Regions from separate parts of the Sus scrofa genome. Here region 1 is linked to region 2. The links are chromatin contacts, called in public HiChIP or PLAC-seq maps. All regions are on one chromosome and are shown on one strand. Each heading gives the region's core, a stretch centred on a gene start, on an enhancer-like site or on the middle of the called end of the contact. The rest is flanking DNA. Distances are from core to core; before and after follow the strand shown.

Evidence for each region. HiChIP or PLAC-seq counts read pairs in DNA pulled down with a chosen protein or histone mark.
Region 1: a contact with region 2 is called in an H3K27ac HiChIP or PLAC-seq map of alveolar macrophages. The contact joins two enhancer-like sites. A contact is called at or near these places in 1 of 47 Hi-C or Micro-C datasets (epiblast stem cells) and 1 of 2 datasets of contacts at active chromatin or transcription factors (alveolar macrophages).

What each region holds. Positions count from the first base shown.
Region 1 is chr1:29,504,874-29,511,317 of Sscrofa11.1, reverse strand. No RefSeq gene overlaps it. Among named protein-coding and RNA genes, the nearest start is that of SGK1, 240 kb to the left of the region's middle. Within about 2 kb of position 1,412, at least 2 of the 83 cell types and tissues checked have an H3K27ac peak or open chromatin away from gene starts, as enhancers often do. A contact at or near this core is called in alveolar macrophages, where this site is marked.
Region 2 is chr1:29,273,718-29,280,807 of Sscrofa11.1, reverse strand. It overlaps LOC110260031 (a long non-coding RNA gene), which reads right to left. Exons shown (of 4, transcript XR_002342774.1): 3 at 1,216-1,387. Among named protein-coding and RNA genes, the nearest start is that of ALDH8A1, 220 kb to the right of the region's middle. Within about 2 kb of position 5,402, at least 16 of the 83 cell types and tissues checked have an H3K27ac peak or open chromatin away from gene starts, as enhancers often do. A contact at or near this core is called in alveolar macrophages, where this site is marked.

The sequences.
Region 1 (6,444 bases), core at 163-2,662, 230 kb before region 2:
GAATAAAACATATAAAAATAAATAAGACCAGTCTCTGCTCTCAAGATGATCACTGTACTGGAAGAATGAGATACATGAGCAGATGCTTATACAGACATATGGTGAATACAGGTGAAAAGGTTAGGCAGGAAATTACAGGTGCTTGGAGGAAGGCCCCCTAACCAGGCCAAGGGATAGGTGTGTGTCTGATTTCAGGATAGGCTTCCTGTATGAGTGATTGTTGCTTGATAACTAAAGACTGAACGGGGATGAGCCTGAGAGAATTCCAAGATTTGAACAAATAGAAGTGCTAAGACATTTAGTACTACTGGTGGTCATGGCTGGCAGGGATAGGAAGGGACTTCCTTAAACGTATTTAGCAATTAGAGACCAAAGGGAGATAGTATTGAGAGGAAGGTCTGAAGAGGTGGGTAGACACCAGATGCCTTGCGGTCTTACATAGCCTATTGTCCTCTAGATCATTGCTTTCCAATAGAAATAAAATGAATAAACAAACAAAAAAAAAAAATCGTGGCATGGAAATCGTAAACCATGGGTGGTTGTTGCTCATGGAACATCCTTCTAGTAACCTCATCCGCTTGCTGGCATACTGCTAAGCTATTAACTAGTAACATATGGCAAAAAATAAAAAAAAAAAAAAAAAAAAAAAAAAAAAATAAAAAGGAACTGGGTAAAATTGATTTTAGCAATCTATCTTTAAATCTTTTTTAAAAAAATTGAGATGTAGTTGACATATTAGTTTCAGGTATACAACATAGTGATTCAATATTTGCATATATTGCAAAATGATCACCAAAATAAGCCTAGCTGACATCCCTTATCACTGCTACAATTACTTTTTTGTGATGAAAACTTTTAAGCAACTTTTAGATGTAGAGTAAAAGTATTGTTAATTATAGTCACAATGCTTTATATTACATTCTCATGACGTAGTTATTTTATAACTCAAAGTTTGGATTTGTTGTTCAGTGATAGATGTTATTAATGCAATATATCCAAAATATCTGAAAATACTATTGTTTCAACATGTATTCAATATAAAATTTGTTACTGAGATAGTCTACAATCTCTTTTTTGTACTGAATTTTTGAAACACAGGGCATTTGACTCTTAGAACCTGTCTTAATCCAGACCAGCCACCAGTCAAGTGCTTGGTAGTCATCCATGACTAGTGGCTACTACATCAGGACATGCTCTGGACCACCTTTCCCAAGAACCTCAGTCCTGCAACCCTTTCTGAAAACACTTGGGAGATCTGCCTCATACAGATCCTTCCTGGAGATTCAAACAAGGGATTAACATATTCAAGTTCTTGAGAAGTCTTCCAGAAATAAAGTGGTTGTACTGCATACTCTTTCTCCAACTTGGGTAACCACAGAACGCTTCACTTCCCCTAGCGTCATCAACCACACAGGGTACGTGCCCTCCAGCAGCTCTGCTCCACGTGGTGGCAGGTTGCTGAAGGGCCTTTCAGTGGATGGCATCAGGGGACTAGCCCACTCTAACAGCAGCACGTAGGACAGAATGAGGGACAGAGAGTCGGGACAGAGGTCTGTGAGAAGGCTGTCTTGGGGAATGATATAAGGAACTAGGACAAAAGTCAAGGAAGCCCACACAGGTTCTCACTGGTCCAATTGGTAAATAACTAGTTAGTAAAGAATGTGAACTCGCAGGGATTTCATTGGACCTCTTGCCAAGTTGATTCTATTAGAATAATTTCCTCATTCGTTTTCATTGTTTTGATCATGAATGAAATCCTCATTAAATAAAGAATGTGCTGACCTGCTGTATAGCACAGAGGACCCTAATATTCTGGGATAATTTATTAGGAAAAGAATCTGAAGAGCAAGGATGTGTGTATATGTATAACTAAATCACTTTGTTGCACAGCAGAAATTATCACAGCGTTGTAAATCAACTGTATTCAGTAAAACTTAAAAAAAAAGAATTTGTCATATGTTATTCAAAATTTTGTTGTGGGACACACAATAAAAACTGCTCACTTTTAAAAATTTAAGCAGATTGCCTCTTAGAAGATATTCTATTTCTTTTTTCTATCTTTTCTTCATTGTTGCATTTTCTCTTTCTGTTATAATCACAGTTTTTGCTAACTCTAAAGGAATAAAAAATAAAATGTAATTAAAATAGATGAAAAATTTAAAAAATACACAAAATTTGAACATATTCTCAAAAATTATGTCACAGTAATGTAAAAACCATTATTTATAGTTTAAAATGTATTTTTAGGGAGTCCTATTTGTGGCTCAGAGGTAACAAACCCAACTAGTAGTATCCATGAGAAGGCAGGTTCCATCCCTGGCTTTGCTTAATGAGTTAAGGATTCTGCGTTGCCTTGAGCTGTGGTGTAGGTTGCAGACTCAGCTCAGATCCTGCGATGCTGTGGATGTGGGGTAGGCTGGCAGCTGTAGCTCCGATTCAACCCAAGCCTGGGAACTTTCATATGCCACAGGTGTGGCCCTAAAAGACAAAAAAAGTATTTTTATTTTGATATTTTTAATACAATTTATTAAAATTTAAAACAAATGCAAACTATGATGTTTAATAAAAATAAAAATTAAGACAATTTTTTTGAATTTTTAAAAACTTAAATCATATAAAATGTTTATAAAAATACAAGTATTTGCATTTTTTTCTTTTCTTTTCCATTTTTTTTTTTTTTGTCTTTTTGCTATTTTTTGGGGCCACTCCCGTGGCATATGGAGGTTCCCAGGCTAGGGGTCTAATCAGAGCTGTAGCCACTGGCCTACACCAGAGCCACAGCAAGGCGGGATCCAAGCCGCATCTGCAACCTACACCACAGCTCACGGCAACACCGGATCGTTAACCCACTGAGCAGGGGCAGGGATCGAACCCACAACCTCATGGTTCCTAGTCGGATTCGTTAACCGCTGCGCCACGACGGGAACTCCCTTTTTTTTTTTTTTTTTTTTTTTTTAAATGGCTGCATCTGCCAGATATGGAAGTTCCCAGGCTAGGGGTTGAGTTGGAGCTGCAGTGGCCAGCCTACACCACAGCCACAGCAATGAAGGATGGGAGCAGCTTCTTTGACCTACACCACAGCTTGTGGCAGTGCTGGATTTTTACCCCACTGAGTGAGGCCATGTACCAAACCCACATCCTCATGGACACTATGTTGGGTTCTTAACCTGCTGAGCCACAAAGGGAACTCCTCTTTGCAATTTTAATATCCACCTTATTGCTAATATTAAAACTGATATCATATGTCACACAGGCTCTGTCTACACAGATATGCATAAATACACTTTAAGAGTAATATGAATTGTTTAATATTGCAAATTATTCCCCAGTCTCTATATGCAATGGTGGCAAATATTGCTCTAAGTTATGCGTCCCTCCAGAACCACTGAGCCTAATCCTAATATTTGTGGAGTCTGAAGCAAGATATGAAGACCTATGTGTCATGTGTCTAAATATACAAAGGTTATAAATCATATCAACAAATCATAAAGTAAAATATGTGCTATTCCCTGAGCCTTGAAAAATATATCTTCTTAAGGACCTGGGAAGTCAGATTCAAGTTAAGAGCTCCTGGGCTTCTCAGAGAACCATGTCAGAAGGTGACAGCAGAAGCAATGCTGGCCTGCAGCCTCAGCTGCATAGGTCACCCCCATCTCTTGCCACCTCCTGCTCCAACCCATACCACATGGACCTTGCACACATGCATGTGGACATTCCTGTCTCCGTGTCACACTCCAATTATGTCACCCAACAAACAGCTGCTCTAGGTGTCTCTCCAGCTTAGGTTCCGTCCATCTTCCTGAGGAAGGATTTGGGGAGAGGCTGGCCTAATCCCTAGTAATGGGTCCAGGGCTACAGGGACGGGGATTCTGGGAAGGGAGGAGTAAGGCTTCCCATAGGGACTTCTAGGCACTCTGTCCTTCCGGGCCTGTGAGCAAAGGCACCATCAAGAAGGGCCAGGTCGGGCTCTTTAAAGTATAGGCCCAGGGCTAGACTCTGAAGATGCTACTCGGAACCATAAACTGGAACAGAAAGAAAAGCAAGAAAATGACACCCTGGGGACAAATATTCAGTTACACTATCTGAGAAGAAGAACTTTGGCAAGTGTATTAGCTTGCTAGAGCTGCCTTAACAAAATACCAGACTGGGTGGCTTAAACAACAGAAATTCATTTCCTTAGTTCTGGGTGTCAAGATGTTGGTTCCTTCCAAGGCCTCTCTCCCTGACATGGAGACGTCTGTCTTCTCTCTGTGTCCTCACGTGCCCTTCTCTCTATGTGTGTCTATGTCCAAATGTCCTCTTTTTATAAGGACACCACTTGTATTGGATTATGGATAGGGCCTACTTTAATGACCTCCTTTTTGGTTTTTTGGTTTTTTTTTTTTTGGGTCTTTTTGCCATTTCTTGGACTACTCCTGTGGCATATGGAGGTTCCCAGGCTAGGGGTCAAATTGGAGCTGTAGCCACTGGCCTATGACAGAGCCACAGCAACACGGGATCTGAGCCACATCTGCAACCTACACCACAGCTCACGACAATGCCAGATCCTTAACCCACTGAGCAAGGCCATGGATCGAACCCACAACCTCATGCTTCCTAGTCGGATTCGTTAACCACTGAACCACGATGGAAACTCCAACCTCCTTTTAACTTAATTGCTTCTCTAAAGACTTTTTTTGCCAAATACAAGTTCCATTCTGGGGTATTGGAGATCAGGACTTCCACCTATGAATTTCAAAAGGACATTTCATCTCGGTAAGCGTGTTAATTTGTCTTCCTTTTCACCTAGACACCTGCCCGCTTAAATTCCTCAGCCACCTGAAAGCAACAGTGTTTTTTCCTCTTATTTAGGTAATGACACAGTCACACCTTTTAATAGCATTCGCATGGTTGGTCACCTCTCGGGACCTAAGGGAAGAGATGTGGAGAAACGTTTCCTGGGGACGTGAGCAGTGTAAGTCACCAGAGTGGATTTGGGCTTGTGGGTTGACTCTTTCAGTGCTGAGCACCACATCCTAAGGGACGGAATCCTGCCTGTTCTTCAAAAACGTTCTGTGTTTGTGATATGCTGGTCCCTCTATAGCAGAGCATCTATGACTCCAAGAAGGATGGCAGGGAGTGATGAGGGATCCATTATAGCTGTGCAAGTAGAAACAGAGGAATAGAGAGGAGGAGATGATTTGATAAATATTTCCACACGGTAAAGTCTGTAGGATTGACAGTAGGGAGTAAAAAAGAAGAAGATTATCCAGAGTTCCGGTCGTGGTGCAGGGGAAACAAATCCCACTAGCATCCATGGGAAGGTTAGTTCGATCCCTGGCCTCACTCAGTGGGTTGGGGGATCCGGTGTTGCCCTGAGCTGTGGTGCAGGTTACAAATATGGCTCAGATCCTGATTGACTATGGCTATAGCATAGGCTGGTGGCTACAGCTCTGATTTGACCCCTAGCCTGGGAACATCCATATGCCCCGGGTACAGCCCTAAAAAGCAAAAAAAAAAAAAAAAAAAAAAAAAAAAGCAAAAAAAGAGAGAATCTGCTTTAAGTGGAAGACAGGAGCTGCATTTTAGGGTGGGCAAATTCCACAGGTAAATTCTACTGATCGCATGCCTTCCAGCTTATATTCTTGTCACACATACAGCCTGGGTAGTGATGTCAGCCAGCAGAACTTGATTTATATGTTGTGGCGGTAGATGATATGCTACTAAGTAATCAGTGTAAATCCATTGAAAAGTGAATCACCCAACTTTATTAAGGATTCTACAGCCATGACGAAAGGAAGAAAAAAAAGGGAATAAGAAGGAAAATAGCATTTTCTTTTCAAAGATTAATGCTAATTTTCTGTTTCTTTTATTTATAAATGTCTATCTTAAAACACAGTCACTCTTCTCTTTTTTTGGGGGGAGGGGGGTCAGCCTGAAGCACATGGAGCTCCTGGGTTAGGGATCAGATCCAACCCACAGCCGCCAACTAAGCCACAGCAACACTGGATCTACTGTGCCGCCAAGGATTGAACCTACGTCTGAGTGCCCCTAAGCCACTGCTAATCCCTTTGCACCACAGCGGGAGCTCCAAGAGCATGATGTTTAAAAGGGCTGTGCAAAAACAAACCAAACATAAAAGAACAGGCAACAGAAGCAAGTCTTTCTGGAAGATTGCTAAGTGTTCAGTTATGACTTTGGCCTGGGGCCTCTAGAGCCAACCCCCATAATACCAGTGACACAAAATTCATCTGATTCATTTCCAGAGTATTTACTTCTTTAGCATCAAACGAAAGGCACTGATGCTAACTACGATTAAGTCAAGTTTTACATTCCAGAAAAATTCAAGAAACTTTAAAAAAAAAATGCTTACAAAGCCTATTGTGTAAAATAGCCAAAAGATGGGAATAACACTAACGTCCACCAACAGATATGCGGATAAATAAAATGCGGTGTATGTCTACA
Region 2 (7,090 bases), core at 4,153-6,652:
TAATGCTTCCTCCTTTAATAACAGGGAAATATTTTAACTTATCCTTTCCTTATTCCATTTACAGTTAAAAATAATTTATAAACTTTCTCTTTCCCCTCAAAGTCCCATTTCATCTCTTGCAATTTTATGTCAATATGTCTTCGCTATTTCTTGGTAATCTTCACTTTTCTTTATTAGTTTCAAATACAATATGACCTTTATTTTAGCCTCAAGCTCTTCTTTCAGTTAAAGTACAAACCGAGGTTGGAATTTTTCCAGAGCTTTTTCAAAGAAAAATGCTAATGATACGAGTGTGATACATTCTGTATGTCATCATTAAAACTGATAATAAAGCATTCTTTTGTGCCTTGTGGTATACAAAGAAATGGAAATTGCTGCTATTCTCTAGAGAAAAGGATACTGAGTAGGATGAATCAGTAAAGGACATAAACTGTGAGCAAAAAAATACATAAAAACTGAGAGGGGAGGGATGAATTGGAGCATGGGGTTGGCACATGCACACGACTATATAAAGAGGAGATAACGGACCTATTGTATGTATAGGGCAAGGAGGTCTACTCAGTGTTCTGTAATGATCTATATGGAAAAAAAGAATAGATATGTGTGTGTGTGTATATATATCTATATATCTATGTAGATATATAGATATATATATATATATCTGATTCACTTTGCTGCAGTACAACATTGTAAATCAACTATACCCAATTTTTAAAAATACATAAACAAGATAATATAGTTATCATGGAAGATAAACTCTAGGCATTAATGGAGAGACAGGGTGGCAGGATATACTTGGTTTCAGAGCCCATAACACAAAAGGGAGGTATTATTCTGCTATACATGTGATGATCTCCTTTCTCTTTTTTTTTTTTTTTTAGGGCTGCACCCACAGCATATGGAGTTTCCAGGGAGGGGTCAAATTGGAGCTGCAGCTGCTGGCTTACCCCATAACCACAGCAACACAGGCTCCAAGCCATGTCTGCGACCTACAGCACAGCTCACAGTAATGCTGGATCCCTAACCCACTGAACGAGGCCAGGGATCAAACCTGCATCCTCATGGATACTAGTCAGATTCATTTACCCTGAGCCACGACAGGAACTCCCCCTCTTCCCTTTCCTTGCACATTTCTCTTTTCCCTCCCCCAATCTCTTCTCCACTCAATGAAAGAACAATTCCCTAGTCTTTTTTGATCCTAAAAATAGTACTCACTGTTTTCTCAAATTGGTGCTTGCCCAGTGACACTAAACAGGAAGAGGCTTCTCCACTCCTGAGTGGCTACTCTGGATGCTTCTGATCAGTCCCAGTCTCAGCTGGCTGGGATCTCTGCCTTCAGGAATCACCACCAATTCCTTATTGAAAGCATAAGACTTACGCCATGGTGCTGTGGAAACAAACTGGAAGTCAGGGACAGTGAGTTATAAGCCCAGGTCTGTCACTGTCTACTTTTATGGTCTTACACCAAGCTGGGTCTGAACATTCTTATCTATAAAATGTGGAGGTTTGTGGCAGGCTAAATCATGCCCCCTCCCCCTGTAAATGTATCTATATTCTAATCCCAGAAACCAATGAATGTCACCTTATATGGCAAAAGTTCCTTTTGACTTTGCAGAGGTGATTATGTTAAAGAACTTGAGATGTGAAGAGTATCTTGCATTACCTAGGTGGACCTGAGATAATCACAACTGTCCTTATAAAAAGAACCTGGAAGGAGTGAGAGGAGGAGGCAAGGTGATGATGGAAGCATGGATTGGGGTGATGTGATTTGAAGATGGAAGAAGAAGCCATAAGTCAGTGAATATGGGTGTCCACTAAGAAGCTGGAGAAGGAGAGGAAATGAAATCTCCCATCATGTTCTTCAGAAGGAAGCAGGCCTACAGCCACCTCGACTTTAGCCCAGTGAAACTGTTTTTGAACTTCCAATCTACATAAATGTAGGAGAGTAAATTTGTGTTTTTGGAGCTTCAAAGTTTATGGTGCTTTGTTATAGAAGCTATAAGAAACTAAGACAAGTTTGTACTAGGTGACTTCTATGGCCGCCCTAACTCTAATTGCATCTTCATAGCTGTGACCCATTGCTAAGCGATCTAGACTTGGCAATACTTGGGTGACTTAACAGACCTTGTTTTTAAAAAAATACACTGTTTGATGAAATAGTTATCAGGTATTGCTTGTCCAAAACAGCAAAAACTTTTGAAGAAAGGAAATCGAAGAAGATTGTCTGCAGAGAAATCTTCATGGGAGGTTTTGTTCCAAAAAAGAATTTGTAGGTAGACAAAAGCACTAATCTTCCCCCATAATCTGAGCCCAGACTACCATTGCAATTTCCTCTCCCACTTCATCCTACTCGCCAGCCCCATCAGACTTCTTGTCACTTTCCAAACAGGCTCTTCTGTGTCCCAGTTTCTTGGTCAGTACTCAATATTAGATGCTGTCTTCCCAAAACTCCCCAAAGCTCCAAACAAATGCAAAGTCTTCTCAAAATCTCTCCTGACCACCCAGGTCACATTTCATCTTTTCTTCCTCTATTTTCCCTAAATATATCATTTGTTCTACTTCTATGCAGACTCTAAAGTCCATCTTCTATTTGATGCTTACATGTCAGTCTCATCCACTAGACAGAATGAACATTGAAGGCAATGTCTATGGCTTATTCATTTTGGTATTTCCTGAGTACAAGGAGTACTGTCTACACATAGTGGATGGTCCGTTTCCTGAATTAAAGTCACAGAAGCCAAGAACTGAAGAACCAAATATTGTTGCTTCTCATACATATACATTTTAGTGCAAAATTCTTCCGTAAGAAAAGTTTTGAAGGACTATTTATTTATAAATGTTGCCTCTCTTTCCCCCTTATTTTCCACAGTTGTTTTACTTTCATGTAAACTTCCTAGGATTACCCCTCCCTGACATACCATGAACAAGTAGGAAAAAATTCAACAAATCTTATTTGCAATTTTTTTCCAGTAGAAAGATTAAAAGCTAACTCAGGAACCCGGGGGAAACAGTAAAGAGTTTTCTTAAAGCACCATATGTTGCAATTACAGGAAGGACATAATCCTTTCTGATTTACCTTTACCCCATTTCTTTCTCTTCCTTAAAATTCAGGATTAGGTGCATTTTAAGAACTTAAAAACTATTTCAAAGTGTCAGGAGCAATCATTGATAATACCTCCTTACCCCCTTGTTTCAGACCGAATCCTAATTAAGTAAGGCTTGTCAGTAGGGTCTGAAGAGTAAAGGCAATTTATTCCGCCTGCTTAATATTAAACCATATCCCAGTATAGATTTGATGATGGAGAATCATGAGGTAAAGTTAGTTCACTCCATAAATACCTTCTAGTGGTAGAATGCCTGTCACTTTACTCATTTCCTTAATCATAGTTGGTGATTATGCCAACCCGTTCATTTGGATAACTAAGGGAGCTTAACTCTTAAACCCTCGGTACACCAAAAAAGGAGATAAGTAGGTAGTACCAAATTGCCTCTTGCTGTTATTTTCCAGACAGGTAAATAGACCCAAAGGTCAAATTCTCATGCATGTCTGTGAAAGAACCACAGAGGATAAAGCTAATGGATGTCCAGTCTTGTTTTAGCCCCTCTTGCCTGATCAACATAGTCAGCTGAAAACCCCTGACTTGTTTGAACAGAGATGTATGAATTAACATGTGTTGGATTCAATTAGAAATAATCCTGGAGGAGATCCTATATAACAGCTGTTTAGATTTAGCAGTACAATAAGTAATTTTTTTTTTCTTTATAAAGAGTAAATGGATACTGGTTCTTTAAAGGCAAAAATCTGCTAATTCTTCTGCTGGTAAAAGGACATTGGTGGTATGCTACTATCTACAAATAAACAAGCAATCCTCTCAGACTAAACCCAGGTCACCCACATACACTAACATCTTCTATCATTATTGGTCTCTGGGGACACGATGGATGTTCTCAGTGTTTTCCGGTCCATTCTTCTCTTTAGGACACAGGTCAGGACAGCACAACCTCAAGGCTAGGATTTGGGATGAATGTTTATACTGCTGTTCCCAGTTCCCATTAAAAGAATTACGATGACATTGCAATCTGAATACGTCTGGAAAAGGCCTAAGGGGTGACGCCTTTATTCTAAAAAAGAACCAGTAGCTAAAGCAGGACAGGATAAAGAGTGCCTAGTTCAGAAAATCTGGCCAAGTGAGTGCATTCCATACAAAACAAATTCTATCTGTTGTCTGCCAAGAAAAAACAAATGCAGGAACAGTTTTATATGCAAAGTTTCAATAAAGATACATGGACTCTGGATTAGTTAATTATTATATGGCTCTTTAGTACCTTAAAAGGTAAATTTAAAGCAAGTGTTGATTTGCATATTTTGAGGACAGAAAGGCCCAGATCCGGGCTAGGAAACTGCCAGGCTAGAAATGGTTCTTGGCAGAATTCCATCTGGCCATTGATGGATTTTCTAAAATTAAGTGTTCTTTGCTTCTATCCCTAATTATTTGGATGAATCAAATTTGAGAGAAAACAAGCCATGTCATCTGAGACTTCATAATACTGGGTGTAGTCAGACATGTAATTTATGACAGAAAGTACATCTCTTCAACTTCCATAAAAAGGACAAACTGAAGTCAGGCCAAAGTAATTTGAAATTTTAAGCGTGTCTCTTGGTCTGTGTGCCCCAGGGTAAGGAACTTACACTCAGTCTCAGTCTTCTTATTTATAAAATGGGAATATTAGTACTTGTTTGCTGTTCTAAATAAGATGAAATATGTCATCAACTCGACACACAAGCTGTAGACATCCCCAAAGTGGCAGCTATTATCAGAAGTCCTGGGGAAAAGCAGTATTATTTATGTAACGGATATGTTAAAACTTAAAACTCTTTGAGCTTTAGTTCTAATATACTGCCTTGTATATCCTTTGCAGAGGCTGTCAGACCTTGTATCTGGCAGGCACTACATAAATATTTGTTGATTTGTTCGTGTATTTTCTTCAAAACAAAGAAGTTATGCCAGCTATCCTCCCAGAGCTTCCATTTCCCATGCTTTATTTATTAATCGCACCGATGTCTTTAGAAGTCATTTGCCACTAAATGGCAGAGTGCAAAATAACAACAAAATCATTTCTGACTGCAGAATAACAAGTGAGCCTCAACAGACAATAGAAGACTCTAAAGCAGGCCAGACTGTCTCAGGAAGGCTGGTCATAGCTGTCTGTGATACTGTGTTGAGAAGGAAAGTTAGGTAAGGGAAAGAGGGCACAGTGAATGGCTATGTCTATGATGGGGCATGGTGGACAATGTGAGCTGTTCTCAAGTTCAACTCTAAGGAAGTCAAGCAGAGCCAGGACTAGAACCAAGGTCATCAGATTTGGACAGCAACAGCTGAGATCATGAGTCACCGTCCACAGTATGCTAAGCTCTCTGCCACGCAGCCTCCAGCTGGAAGCTCTGACAAGTTCCATCACCCCTCCTGATCTGTTTTCCCATCTAATTAATTGAGAGGGTTGGACATAGATGAACTCCCAGGTCCTTTTCAGTATTCATAGCGCATGTCTATATCTTCTATCTAGTACTACCTGGCTCTCCAAATTATAAGACCTTTTCTTTTTTTATAATGCCTTAGAGTTTACCAAAAGCTTTTGAAGTTACCATTCCATTTGACCTTCACAACTGCTTTCTAAATCATGCATTTTCACCCTGAGATTTTACAGATGAAGGAACTAAACCTCTGAGAGATCAAGAAAGTCAGCCAAGGGCACAAGATTTGCTAGCAGTGGAATTATACACACACTCAGGCCTCAAAATAAGCTCAGGGGGGTAGTATTAAAAGCACAAGTACATCCTACTCAGGGAAGTATATTCAGTCTCTTATGATAGAACATCATTTAAGGCAATATGAGTAAAATAATGGATATATGCATATGACTGGGTCACTTTGCTGTATAGCAGAATTGACACAACATTGTAAATCAGCTATACTTTAATAAAAAAAATTTTAAAAGAAAAAAGTACAAGTACATAATGCACAAGAAAAAGGTGTAAGTAAGACAGAAAGTGTTGAGGGAAGGGGAGGCAAAAATACAGGGAAGGTTGAAATAAAAGGCTAAAGGCCAGAAGCGCTGGTACAAATTGCCAAGGGCAGGTAAAGACATTTTTAAAAACAAAGAAAATGTGGGCCTACTGCTTGGCAGATGGCATAAAATTAACAGCCAAGAAAAGATTAAACTAATTCTCTCCTATTTTGTTCCTGCCTTAGATATGAGTGTCTTTAAACAGGAAAGCATGGAACATAATAAGGCTTTGAGATCAAAATGGTGAAGGAAATAATCAATGCATTTAAAAATCTGCCCTGCTTATCCAGAGCCAAGTTCCCAGGCTCAGCAATTTTCTGAAAGGGTCCACATTTTGATTGAAAGGCCAATTTCTATCATTTCGGTATCTATAAAAACTAAAAAAATGTTGGAAACCTAGAGATGGGCAAATGTCACAAAATTTTAAAAAGGCAGTTCCCAGAAATTGCTGATGAGTATTTGACATCTATCCTTAACAAAGTCCTACAAAGGTAACTTGTTTAAATAGATGACATGTAGAACTTACAAAAAGAAGTGAAAACCGAGAGAGCTCCCATAAGTTGACCAAGAAGAAAGTGTCAAGGTCAATTAGCCTCATGATGAAGTTATTAATGTATCAGTTAAGAAATGCTATAAATGTGGTATATATTCACTTCTAAAGATACTTGGCAACTTTTTCTTTAGTATCATCATAGAATCAGCTACATTCTAGTGCAGTTAGTGAATTCATAATAAACTGAATAATTTAAAGATAATTGATTAATATTGATTAATCACATTTGCATAACTCAAGACAGAGAAGGATAGATAATATGTCAAAAGAAATCAAGATTCGTAGCTACATTATGTGCAGTTAGTGAATTCATAATAAATTGAATAATTTAAAGAGAATTGATTAATATAGATTAATCACATTTGCAAAACTCAAGACAGAGAAGGATAGATAATATGTCAAAAGAAATCAAGATTCGTAGTTCCCACTGTGACGAAGTGGGTTAATGACCTGGCTTGTCTCTGTATGGGC